Linked DNA regions of Pan troglodytes: region 2 is linked to region 1. Evidence: chromatin contacts called from public Hi-C data. All regions are on one chromosome and are shown on one strand. Each heading gives the region's core, a stretch centred on a gene start, on an enhancer-like site or on the middle of the called end of the contact. The rest is flanking DNA. Distances are from core to core; before and after follow the strand shown. Region 1 holds the start of LOC134809509. Region 2 overlaps XXYLT1 (xyloside xylosyltransferase 1).

Region 1 (6,164 bases), core at 1,190-3,689:
TTTTTGTATTTTTAGTAGAGATAGAGGTTTGCCATGTTGGCCAGGCTGGTCTTGAACTCCTGACCTCAAGTGATCCACCCGCCTCAGCCTCCCAAAATGCTGGGATTACAGGCGTGAGCCACCGCGCCTGGCCTTATGCATGCATTTTCATGCTTCTGTAATTTTGCTACCCTCTATACCCATAAAGCCCTTCAGTCTTTTCCTATTTGGATAAATTCTGTTCATCTTTCAAAGGTCACCACCTCCATGAAGCCTTTTCTGATTTTCCTAGTCACAGTGAATGCTTTCTTCCTCCAGCTTCTCATAGTGCTTTGAGTCTTTCTCACAGCATTTAGCCCACTCTGTCTTCTCGTCCACATGCATATCTTGCTCATTAATTCTAGTTACTGAGTGCCTATTTGTACCATATTGGGGATACAGGGTAGTTGCAGAGAACCCACAGTCCAGTGGAAACCCAGAGTTGGGTAGAGTTTACAACCTTCATTGGACTAGGAGGCAGGAATCCCGTCTGCTCCTAGCTCAGGGCCTGGCACCAAAAGGTAGTCAGAAAAGTAACTTAAATGGAAACTCAGCATCAACGACTCTGAGAAAATTGAGTTAGATTTCAAAGGAAGGTTAAAAGTTGGCAAAGGTAGAGGGTGGGCAGGGGTCAGTTTTATTTTGTTGGAATATCCCAAGGGAATTTCCAGGCATGGTTGCAGTGAGTCTGGCATGAAGACCTGGCGTGGAAGCCAGAGACATCAAAGATCCCCAGGGGACTGGGATGGTGGGAAGGGATCACTGTCCTCCTCCAGGACCAGGCTGGGAGTTTGATGCAGGATCATTCGGACATTGATCCCACTCCAGCCATACGTCTTTTTGCTTTGACTGACCATACCATAGAGGCAAGCAGGCTGTTTCAAGGGCCCAGAAATGAGTTACTGGCTAAGGGTCAAGCCGGTCAGAAGACAACTACACTGTCCAGTTGGCACATGATAAAAGCAATACTGATGCAATTATCACTCCCATTGGAGGGTGGCCTGGCATTATTTGTCACTTAAATAAAAAACGTCATTTGAATTTTTACTAGGAATTCTCATCCAAAATATGTCAATGATAGAATGAAACCGCATGACCGGCTTGCCAAAGTAAACTAAGTCCTAACTACACACGAGCATTAGAAATTGTGTGTATCTCAGAAAACTGCTCTACCCTGAGGCCTGACAGCAGGAGGGGGTCTTGCTGGGGTTCGGACGGGGAAGCGCCTTATTCATTGACGGTATTCTACAGTAGTCACCCCAATCATGTTACCACTCACCTCACTTTACACTGTCTGCTGCTTACCTGTGAATACGAGCTCAAGATAGTGAGAGATAAGCCTTGGTGTTTTCTGTGCATCTCTCTTTTCTTTAATGGAATACAATTCTGAAAATAATATTAAACAGCACCCAGTCATTCTCAGAAAGCCGTCACACAAGGAAGAAACCACTATTTTCCCAAACTTTTTGTACAGGAAATTATAATCTGTAATCTCATCTTCTGCCACCTACCTCAGAAGTTTCGATCTAGACATACATGTATTCAGTGAGTGGCAATTCAGCCTGGGGGGTGGAGTGTCAGGATTCAAGTCTTTTTGCTGCGGGGTAACCCCAGGTCCCAGTGATTTCCATAGACAAAAGAGATGCTGGTAAATTTGGGATGTAATTGGCGGATTGGACCGGTCTCCCCGCTCCCTCGACCAATGGCTGTCACGCGGTCCCTTTAAGAAACCAGGAATCCGCCCGGAGTCGGAGCCCAAAACAGATCCTCTTCTCTGCTTCTCCCCTGTCCCCGCGCGGCGAATGGTTCGCGCCGGCCTATATTTACCCGAGATCTTCTTCCCGGACGGCAAGGATGTGAGGCAGGCGAGCCGGACGCCGCTCGCAGCACCGGAGAGGGCGCGCTGCAAAGGCGGGCAGCAGACCGTGGAGAGCCCGGGAGCGGAGCTGGACACCGCCTCGGAGGGAAGAAATGAGGTAGCGGCGGTTCCCGGACCCGGCCATGCCCGTCCCCTGTCCTCGGAGCCCAGCGCTGTCTCGGCCAGGCCAGCCCGGACACTGAGCGGGCCGAGCGCGAGTCCCCGGCGTCCGGCGGAGCGAAGATGCAGTGAGTCCCCGCGGGACTGCTGCGCGGGGCCCGCCGCGGCCAGCCGGACCCAGCATCCGACCGCACTTTGGGCGAGCTGCTGACTCTTGAGACCAGCCCAGCCGAGGGGCTTTCCGTCTCCAGCACCCCTCGGAGGTGGGGAGCACCGGCCCCTGGGCACACTCGCTGTGGAGTTTCCGCGGGTTTTGGCCCCAGTCCTGAGGGTTGTGTGTGTTAGGGGACCCACCTCACGTTCGCCGAGGAGTTCCTGCATATTCTCGCACCATCCCGGGTGCTGTTGCTGGGGCTCTCTTTATTTATTTGCACGCGCGCTTCTAGCTTTTTTCCTGACATTTTCCACTCCACGCTCGTTCTCTCTCCCTTGCATTTTGTTGCTTGCCTGAGACTCTTTGCTCTCGCCCTTGCCCAGGCTGGGGTAATTCTGTGTGCGCGCGTGTCTCCCCCGCACCAACCTTTTTTGCACACTCGAAGCTGAATATTTTCTTTTTTAGAAAATTTACCCCCACCCCCTGCGGGGTTCCTAAGCACTCTCTCTGCTCCCCTCCCCCCAACTCCCTACCACTGGGCCGCTGCCAGTAGTTTTATTTTTCGATCTTGCCCGGGCCGAGCCCGGCAGGGGCCGGTGGCTCAGCGGGCCTCGCACCCGGCGCTCCGCCGCCGCCGCCGCCCAGCTGCGCCGGGGCGCCCTCCGGAGATGCTGCCGTGGAAGAAGCACAAGTTCGAGCTGCTGGCCGAGGCGCCGCCGCGGCAGGCGTCCAAGCCCAAGGGCTACGCTGTGAGCCTGCACTACTCGGCGCTGAGCTCGCTGGCGCGGGCGTGCCCCGAAGGCGCGCTTAGCCGGGTGGGCAGCATGTTCCGCTCCAAGCGCAAGAAGCTGCACATCACTAGCGAGGACCCAACTTACACCGTGCTCTACCTGGGCAATGCCACCACCATCCAGGCGCGCGGCGACGGCTGCACCGACCTTGCTGTGGGCAAGATCTGGAGCAAGAGCGAGGCGGGCCGTCAGGGCACCAAGATGAAGCTGACGGTGAGTGCGCAGGGTATCCGCATGGTGCACGCCGAGGAGCGCGCGCTGCGCCGCCCGGGCCACCTCTACCTGCTGCACCGCGTCACCTACTGCGTGGCCGACGCGCGGCTGCCCAAGGTCTTCGCCTGGGTGTACCGGCACGAGCTGAAGCACAAGGCCGTGATGCTGCGCTGCCACGCCGTGCTGGTGTCCAAGCCCGAAAAGGCGCAGGCCATGGCCCTGCTGCTCTACCAGACGTCGGCCAACGCGCTGGCGGAATTTAAACGCCTCAAGCGGCGGGACGACGCGCGTCACCAGCAGCAGGAGCTGGTGGGCGCACACACCATCCCGCTAGTGCCGCTGCGCAAGCTGCTCCTACACGGACCCTGCTGCTATAAACCGCCGGTGGAGCGCAGCCGCAGCGCGCCCAAGCTCGGCTCCATCACCGAGGACCTGCTCGGCGAACAGCAGGAGCAGGAGCTGCAGGAGGAAGAGGAAGAGGAGCAACCCGAGGGCTGCCCGGAGGAGGAGGAGAACCGTGCGGCAGAGGGAGATCCAGCAGAGGAGGAGGCCGCCGAGGCGCAGCGTGCGCTAGTGGTCGCCATGCACTTTGAGTGCGGGGACTTGTTGGATACTCTGGAGAATGGCCGTGGGGAGGCGCTAGGAGGCGGCGGGGGCTCCCTGGGCCCGGGGGCCGGGCCTCCGCCTCTGCTGCTGGGCAGCGCCTCCGACATGAAGGCTGAGCTGTCGCAACTTATTAGCGACCTGGGCGAGCTCAGCTTCGGCAACGACGTGCGCACCCTGCAGGCCGACTTGCGGGTGACGCGCCTGCTGTCGGGCGACAGCACGGGCAGCGAGAGCTCCATCGAGGGCGGGGGCCCTGACGCCACCTCCGCCACCGCCGGGGACTCGTCCGGCCAGGCCGACGGCGCCAGTGCAGACGAGCCCCACTCGGGCTGAGCTCCTCCGCGCGTCGCCGGCGCTCCACCGTGGCTACCCATCCGTGGTCCCGACAACCTCCCTGTCCCTTGCCCGCCCCCAGGAAGGGGGAAATGGGGCATTTGGGGCCCAGACCTACACTTGGAGCCCAGGTCCAGCGTTCCCCCGACCGCTTCCCCCTACCTCCCGGCCCCCGCTCCCGCCCCAGCACTTTTGGCTCTGTTGCGCGTGGGGATGCGGGGAGATTTGAGAGGGGAAAACCCCGCCAGGAGGGAGAGAGAGGCACCCCTCTGGGATGCGGGTGAGGGAAGGTTGGCTGAAGTTCCTAGTCTCAGGCCGTAGGTGCCTGGCCAGTTTCCTGTTTGTGGGGCAGCTGGGGCCTGAGGAGGAGGGGTTCACTTCCTCCTCCCACCCCCTGGGAGCGGCCCTGCGCTGTCACTGACATCTCATTAAAAAAAAAAAAAAAAAATGTGCTCTCAAGGTGTTTGAGGCTTTAATGCAACCCTTTAGCCCTTGGTTCTTTTTGGTGCAAGAATTCTGGCTGTTTACCTCAGACTCACACCCCTGAAATGTTGCCAAATTCTTCAAATAACTGTTTGGGGGGTGGGGGGAGATGAAAGAGAGTTGCATTTTGTTTACAGTTAAAGACATCCAATATCTTAAAAAGGAGTTTTCCTTTAGAAACACACACACCCTTCCTCTTGCTCAAAAGATCGCACTCCATGATACTGTGTAAAATATTTTTGCACTGTTGTGAAGTATTTTTGACTTTTTTCTGTACATAACTGTGTTCTCAGAGCTGAATGTTTATATCTTTTGCTGTGCAAAAGAAACATGGAAAATGTTGTTCAGTTGTATATACAGAAATGTGTATAAAACATTTTGTTATTTTTTAAAAGTAGCACTGTTCTGGTTCTGTTTGCACGCCAGTGGGGAGAGAATAAAGAGGAAAATTTAACAGAACAGGTGAGCGTCTGGAACTGCTGCGTTGGGGTGGGAGAGGCTGTGTCCCACCCTGGGATGGTGTCATAAGACAGTCTTTGGCCTTTCCTGTGCTTGGAGAGAATTAGGGAAGGAAGGTCCACTTTATGCGCCATCTGGGGCCTTCCTGGACCTCCACAACTCTGGGTGCTGTGTCTGGGACCAGCCTTTTCTTGTATTATCCTGTATTTTTCACTAATTAAGTTGTGTGATCTTTTTCTGGTCTTTTGGAGAGGCCACGGTGAGTTCCGTATCGCACTCCCAGACCTGTGAGGTTATTTATGGAGGAGTGACTTCCAGATCTGCTGAGATTTTACTACCTCCTTCTGTGGGCCATGCTAATAATCAAGCGTAAGGAGACTACCTTATCTTTTCCTTTACAAACAGCTCAGGGAGCTTTAAAGATGAACTAGAAACCCAAAGAGGAGTTCTCTGAGGAGTGGGGCCATCTCTGTTTTTGCTGGGAGGAAAACCAAGGAGAGAGAAAAGTTGACAAGTTCCGATCCTGGTGTGAGTGAGTCACGGTGCAGGTGGGTGGGTGGCTGGGCAGGCTGCAGAGCCCATTTCCTTCCCTTCTACAACCCAGTGTGACCCAGTTGGGGGATGGCGCGAAGGTCGAGGGGGAGAGGAGCTGTTAGAGCGCGGTATGGGTGTGCATGTTTCAGCGCTTTCATGCTTTCTGTGTGTTTGTTTCTGTTGTAAACTCCAAACAGATGTCTCTAGTTTGGCTACACCCGATCAGCTGGAAGTTGTAATAAGATGCTGCCAAAACTGTGCCTTCTGCAAATTATATTTTCCTTTTGCCCCTTGAGGCCTCTCTTCCTGTGTTGCAGAAATGGATCTCACTCCTGGCCTTCCCTGGTGTCCTGAGGCCACTTTGCTTTGTTTTCATCATAAATATGTTCTGAGCAGCTAGACCCAGAAATCCTAAGGAGTCTGGAATTCACTGGAACCATAAAGGAAAGAGGGGTGAAAGATTTTCTTCCTAATTAACAGGAATGATTCAGGCATAGAACTATCTTTAAGAAAGAAAAGCAAAGGGGGCGAGTGGAAAATATGTGTGTGTGTGTGTGTGTATATATATATATATATATATATATATTTTTTTTTT
Region 2 (6,164 bases), core at 1,702-4,201, 430 kb after region 1:
GGCTGCATGGGCCTAAATCACACACACTCAGAGCCTAGAAAGAATCAGTGCAGGTAAAACAAGAGAGAAATTAATTTTAAATAGAAACATGTTCTTTGTCTTTTGAAGCCTTTTAAAGGCCCTTACATTCACCATCGCTGTGCCTTTACCTAGACTCAGATAAATGACAGAAGAAGTGCTGTTCTGTGAGACCTTTAGAATCCATCAAGGGGAAGTCGCTGGGCAAGAGGAATGAAATTCAGGCCCTGAGAAACTAGGGAAAAAAAAGTTAGAGAAACAATGCAATCTTGTCAGGTGACCAATTCCAAGTGTGTCCTTTGACCTCATGGAAAAAAGACAGTCCCTGGCATAACTCAGAAAATACTAGCTGGGGTCATATGCTTCTGATTACTGAGAAAGGCCAGCACAGGCTGAGAGTCCCTATGCTCCTGCCTAACCCTGTGGCCTCTCCAACGAGGGGAGAAAGGTTTGACGCACTAGAAGTTCATCACTTTAAGTCTGTTGTTTGGAATTCTGAATACATTTTCCTATAACAACTATTTCCAACTGGTGTTTGGGCGCCTTTTTAGACATTACATACAGATGGACCCACAGTTTAGAATGGGAGCAATGGGGAAAGGAAAATGGGAGGTCGGGCCCATGAAATCTACTGATGAGCAGAGGCCCTTTGGGAGCACACACCCACTGTGACGGTGATGACGGTGATGAGGGCTCCGTGTGTGTGTGTGTGTGTGTGTGTGTGTATTTTATGAGAGGGCAGGTGCCATGAGAGGAAAACAAGGCTCTAGGAACAGAAACAGAAGTATGAAGAAGTGGTTCAAAGACAAGAAGTACCAAGCAGAGGAGATGGTTCTGAGTCCCAATCATTCCTCAGCTTAAGTTCTTCTTTCTACAATACTTCACTTCCCAGGCAGCAGTGCCCAGGTGAGCAGTTCCCTTGCGGGGAGGGGGTGGGGCAGCAGTGGACTCATGCTGCCTGCTGGGAAAGGGTATGTGAGATTCAGCTGCTCACACGACCATGTGTTCACTGAGCAGGGGATCACAACCTCAAGCTCCCAGAGAGCAAGGCAGTGGGGACGAGGCGGGGACCCGGGAGATCCAGAGAGCGTGGCACGACCACCTGAGAGAGGCTGCTGCTGTTCAGCTGAGGCCAGGGGTTCTGGAGAAAAGGCAGGCCTAGTATCATCCTGACTTCTGAGTTTTAAAGGAAAGCTACGGAATACCTTGATTTTAAATGTTGGCAACTAATACAAAGTAACAACAACAACAAAATGCTACAGGCAAAAACAAAAACAAACAAAAAAAACCCCACACCAAAAACCCTCTTCTGTCTGGTCTGTGGAATATCAGTTTGCAGTCCCTTTCCCAGTGTCTACAGTTAGAATAAACCATTTGGTTCTTTGATTCGCAAGTCTAGCTACAAGCCAGAATCACTTTGGGTACATGGTCAAAACGCAGCTTTGGAGACCAAGAGTATTGGGATGCCTGGGACAAGGCCTGAGAGCCTGTCTTTTGAGGTGCCCTGGGGATAGCAGTGTGGCTGCGCCACATTTGGAAACCACTGGCTGGTTTGTATTTCATCCATATAACCAACTGCTCACTAGTGTTTCACACCTCCAGTTCATAACGGTCAAATACTATCACAAGAATGATCGAATGATAAAACCACAAAATATGCTGACCCCATGGATAGGAAAGAGGTGAATGTCAAGGGGACCTGGGACACAACCAAGTGTGTGAAAGTGTGTCTTATCTAAATGGTTTATGAAAAATTAAAACTCTATAATATATAAGCATATGTTTTAACAGATGAATTTTCCCTCTACTAAATCTTTGAGTAAAACTGACTCTTCGGGAAGATGCAGTAAGCTTTGATCCTGTGACTGGAGAGTACAGCTGTCCCCAGGATATTCACCAAAGTTTAAGAGAAACAGACATATCTACACACCGTATCATCATCTCGTCTGACTTACGCCCAAAGGCAAAGGGCCACGTGAAGTCCACAGCAGGACTCAAGTGCAAAGTCAACAGACTTTTATTTAAACTTCTGTTCAAAGGTATGTGAGTGTTGAAAGTGTGTCAGATGGTGGAGAAAATGACATAACAGGAAATTGTCGTTTAACAACAGAGTCCATCCCTGAATGCTGCAGCCAAGTCTGCGCCTCCGCGTCCACTCACGGGGCCACCGAGCAGTGATTTGGAGACCTGTTTCAACTATCAGCGGGGGCCAAGGGATCCCTGAGCCAGATCTACACCGTGGCAGAGCCCCCCGGGTCATTTTCCCACTGTCGGTGAAACTGTGAGGAAACCATGGTATTATTCCCGGCCTCCCTGCGCTTCCCTCTCTCCTTTCCTGGTGACGTTTCCAGCTGTCACCAGCATTCCATGGCATACTTCTTATTCCCCACCTTCCCTTACTCTCATATCATCACTTCTTAGTAAGCCTAAAGCCTTCCCCTTTCCTGTATTATTTACTTCTGATTAATTTCGGCAGCATTTCACCGACGCGTAGCATTTAACTATTGACTTGAACACCATAGGTATTGCTTCTTATGGAAAAAGAATACTTTAAATTAAACGTGGTCTCTTTATGCTAAAGTGCCCAATTTGTTATGAATAATAAAGTTACCAATCGATAAAGTTACTTTCTATGATCACTCTGAAAAAAACAATAAAACCTCTTTGTGGAAGCCCAATACACTGCCATTCTGTCATTCACTAGTGTTCTCGACGGAGAGGCGCTCTTGCTGCGCTGTGTCGTTTTTGATGGAGAGATGCTCTTGTTGTGTTTTTGATGGAGAGATGCTCTTGCTCCGCACTCCCACCTAACCCTCACCCCCAACCCCCTGAAAGGTTCTGGCCCCAGCACGGCCCCGCACACACCCTGTCTCACTGGACTTGCCCCTTGCCTTCTCCCGGGCCTCAAGGCGGTGTCTACGCCGGGCTCGCTGGAACCTTCCAGGGCTCGGTGATTCTGGGCTGCGGTGGGAGGGCCCTGAGTTCTCAGACCCGCGTGCAGATCCGGCCGCGACACAGGCGAGACCCCTGCTGGCGAGGCGCGGAACTGCAGGCACGCCGCGGCAGGGAGGGCCGCAGAGCGGGAGGGGCCTGGGGCGCCCCCAGCAAAGAAGCTGGGGTGGGGGGCTGGCCACCCATCAGGTCGTCAGGAGCCAAGTCCTCTTCCACACTTCTTTCACCACTGTCTTCAGCTGCCACCTCTGCCTGCCTCAGGACCATCAAGCTGTCTGGCTTCCGTCCTAAGACCCTGAGACAGAAAGGAACCCTGGGCACTTACCCTCCCAGGCCAAGGCCAAATTCTCCAAAACACCCCCTAGAGGTGGGGGTGACGGGGGAGGAGAGTAGACACTTGGAGCCCTGGACATCGGGCCAAGCATCCCACAGACGACAGATAAACGGCTCCCGGATGGTAGTACAATCAGAGGCTCCACAGAATCTTTTTCTGTTGGCAACGGGATTAGAAAATAAAAATAAATCCCAGACACACACAGGCACCTGCCCTTTGCCTGGTGGAATGGAGAGCTCTCGTTTTGTTTTGCCCAGAACGACTTTCATTTACAGCTTCACATTTACAGCTTCACTTCAGCAAGACGAAAAGCTGAGTCCAGACGCCCTTCAAAAAGAAGAGACGTGGCCGGGTGCGGTGGCTCACGCCTGGAATCCCAGCACTTTTGGAGGCCGAGGCGGGTGGATCACCTGAGGTCGGGAGTTCGAGACCAGCCTGACCAAGATGGCGAAACCTCGCCTCTACTAAAAATACAAAAATTAGCCGGGCATGGTGGCGGGCGCCTGTAATCCCAGCTACTCAGGAGGCTGAGGGAGGAGAATCGCTTGAACCCAGGAGGTGGAGCTTGCAGTAAGCCAAGATCATGCCACTGCACTCCAGCCTGGGCAACAAGAGCGAAACTCCGTCTCAAAAAAAAAAAAAAAAAGGAAGAAGGAGGAGGAGGAAAAAGGAGGAGGAAGGAGGAAGGAGGAAGGGGAAGGAGGAGGAAGGGGAGGAGGAGGAGGAAAAAGGGGAGAGGAGGAGGGGAGAGAGGAGGAGGGGGAGGAGGAGGGGCAGGAGGGGGAGGAGGAGGAGGGGCAGGAGGGGGAGGAGGAGGAGGGGCAGGAGGGGGAGGAGGAGGAGGGGCAGGAGGGGGAGGAGGAGGAGGGGGAGGAGGAGGAGGGGAGGAGGGGGAGGAGGAGGAGCAGGAGGGGGAGGAGGAGGGGGAGGAGGGGGAGGAGGAGGAGGAGGGGAGGAGGGGGAGGAGGAGGAGCAGGAGGGGGAGGAGGAGGGGGAGGAGGAGGAGGAGGGGAGGAGGGGGAGGAGGAGGGGGAGGAGGAGGGGGAGGAGGAGGGGGAGGAGGGGGAGGAGGAGGGGGAGGAGGGGGAGGAGGGGGAGGGGGAGGAGGGGGAGGGGGAGGAGGGGGAGGGGGAGGAGGGGGAGGGGGAGGAGGGGGAGGAGGGGGAGGAGGGGGAGGGGGAGGAGGGGGAGGAGGGGGAGGGGGGAGGAGCAGGAGGGGGAGGAGGGGGAGGAGGAGGGGGAGGAGGGGGAGGAGGGGGGAGGAGGGGGGAGGGGGAGGAGGGGGGGAGGAGGAGGAGGAGGAGGGGGAGGAGGAGGGGGGAGGAGGGGGGAGGAGGGGGGAGGAGGGGGAGGAGGAGGGGGGGAGGAGGGGGAGGAGGGGGAGGAGGAGGGGGGGAGGAGGGGGAGGAGGAGGGGGAGGAGGAGGGGGAGAAGGGGGAGGAGGAGGGGGAGGAGGGGGAGGAGGGGGAGGAGGGGGAGGGGGAGGAGGGGGAGGAGGGGGAGGGGGAGGAGGGGGAGGAGGGGGAGGGGGGGAGGAGCAGGAGGGGGAGGAGGAGGGGGAGGAGGAGGGGGAGGAGGAGGGGGAGGAGGGGGAGGAGGGGGAGGAGGGGGAGGAGGGGGGAGGGGGAGGAGGGGGGGAGGAGGAGGAGGGGGAGGAGGAGGGGGGAGGAGGGGGGAGGAGGGGGAGGAGGAGGGGGGAGGAGGGGGGGAGGAGGGGGAGGAGGAGGGGGGGAGGAGGGGGAGGAGGAGGGGGGGAGGAGGGGGAGGAGGGGGGGAGGAGGGGGAGGAGGGGGAGGAGGAGGGGGAGGGGGGGAGGAGGGGGAGGAGGAGGGGGGAGGAGGGGGGAGGAGGGGGAGGAGGGGGAGGAGGGGGAGGAGGAGGGGGGGAGGAGGGGGGGAGGGGGGGGAGGAGGGGGGGAGGAGGGGGGGAGGAGGGGGGGGAGGAGGGGGGAGGAGGGGGGGAGGAGGGGGCGGAGGAGGGGGGAGGAGGAGGGGGGAGGAGGAGGGGGGAGGAGGAGGGGGGAGGAGAGCCGCAAGTGCCAGGGGGGCAAACCTAGCAAGAACAGTCAGTATTCTCCGCACTGTGACCCCGTCCTCCCTGCGCTTCCAGCGGGGATCCAGCCCCTCAGTGTTCAGAATCCTCATGGCCTCATGAGGCCATCTTGGTAGAGACACCACCTCGTTTCTTAAATGAGGAAAATGGAGACTCCCACGTGGAGGCATCACCGCCCAGGCCTGCGCACAGTGGGGCCGTTCTTCCAGTCAGCTGCTGGCCAGTGCTGAGGAGGGTCCCTACACACAACACAACCCATTTTATCTGGCCAACACAACTCTGATGCCATTCGGCTCTCATGCAGTTGAACCGTGTCAGATGAGAAGTGGCTGGAAACCTCCCTCTAGCTGTATGCATCTCCCACCACTCCCCACAGGGGTGTCTGGCCTTTCATCTTACAGAGAGACCTAGGTGACCTGCAGAGGCAACCCTGGGTCACCTGAGCTGCAAGTCCCAGTTCTGGGCCTGGCCTGCAATGTTCATATATTCTTCCATCCATTCTTGTTTTTCTTTACTAAACATAACTGCATGTTACAACCAGCTAGGCATAAACATTAATTAGAAACGCAAACCACCATACTGATAAAAACATGCAGAAATCCTATGAACCAGCGGCGTAACTGGGAACTTTCTCAAGAGCCTTTGACTCTTATCAAACTGCTAACTCTTGTTTTATTTGAGACTTAGTAGCATCTTCCTAGTTTTTTAGAAAATTGATTTCCTGTCTGTAAAATACACATACGGAGTAAAAAATCTGGAAAACTTTACAAATCGTAAATAAAAAACAACACACATATACAGTCATGCA

What was found. Hi-C and Micro-C count contacts between places; a contact is called where the count stands out from the background.
Region 2: a contact with region 1 is called in a Hi-C map of stem cell-derived neural progenitor cells, with 2.9 times the contacts expected there. The contact joins the enhancer-like site here to the promoter of LOC134809509 in region 1. A contact is called at or near these places in 4 of 7 Hi-C or Micro-C datasets (blood, induced pluripotent stem cells, a lymphoblastoid cell line and 1 more), 1 of 1 datasets of contacts at active chromatin or transcription factors (stem cell-derived excitatory neurons) and 1 of 1 other capture datasets (stem cell-derived neural stem cells).

What each region holds. Positions count from the first base shown.
Region 1 is chr2:197,866,723-197,872,886 of NHGRI_mPanTro3-v2.0_pri, forward strand. LOC134809509 reads right to left here and starts at 2,440. Exons shown (of 3, transcript XM_063806429.1): 1 at 1,846-2,440; 2 at 1,324-1,404. The coding sequence starts at 2,377. It overlaps FAM43A (family with sequence similarity 43 member A), which reads left to right and starts at 2,502. Exons shown (of 1, transcript XM_516959.8): 1 at 2,502-5,035. The coding sequence starts at 2,819. The coding sequence ends at 4,093.
Region 2 is chr2:198,293,195-198,299,358 of NHGRI_mPanTro3-v2.0_pri, forward strand. All of the region lies in intron 3 of XXYLT1 (xyloside xylosyltransferase 1), which reads right to left. Among named protein-coding and RNA genes, the nearest start is that of XXYLT1, 160 kb to the right of the region's middle. Within about 2 kb of position 2,952, at least 7 of the 24 cell types and tissues checked have an H3K27ac peak or open chromatin away from gene starts, as enhancers often do. A contact at or near this core is called in stem cell-derived neural progenitor cells, where this site is marked.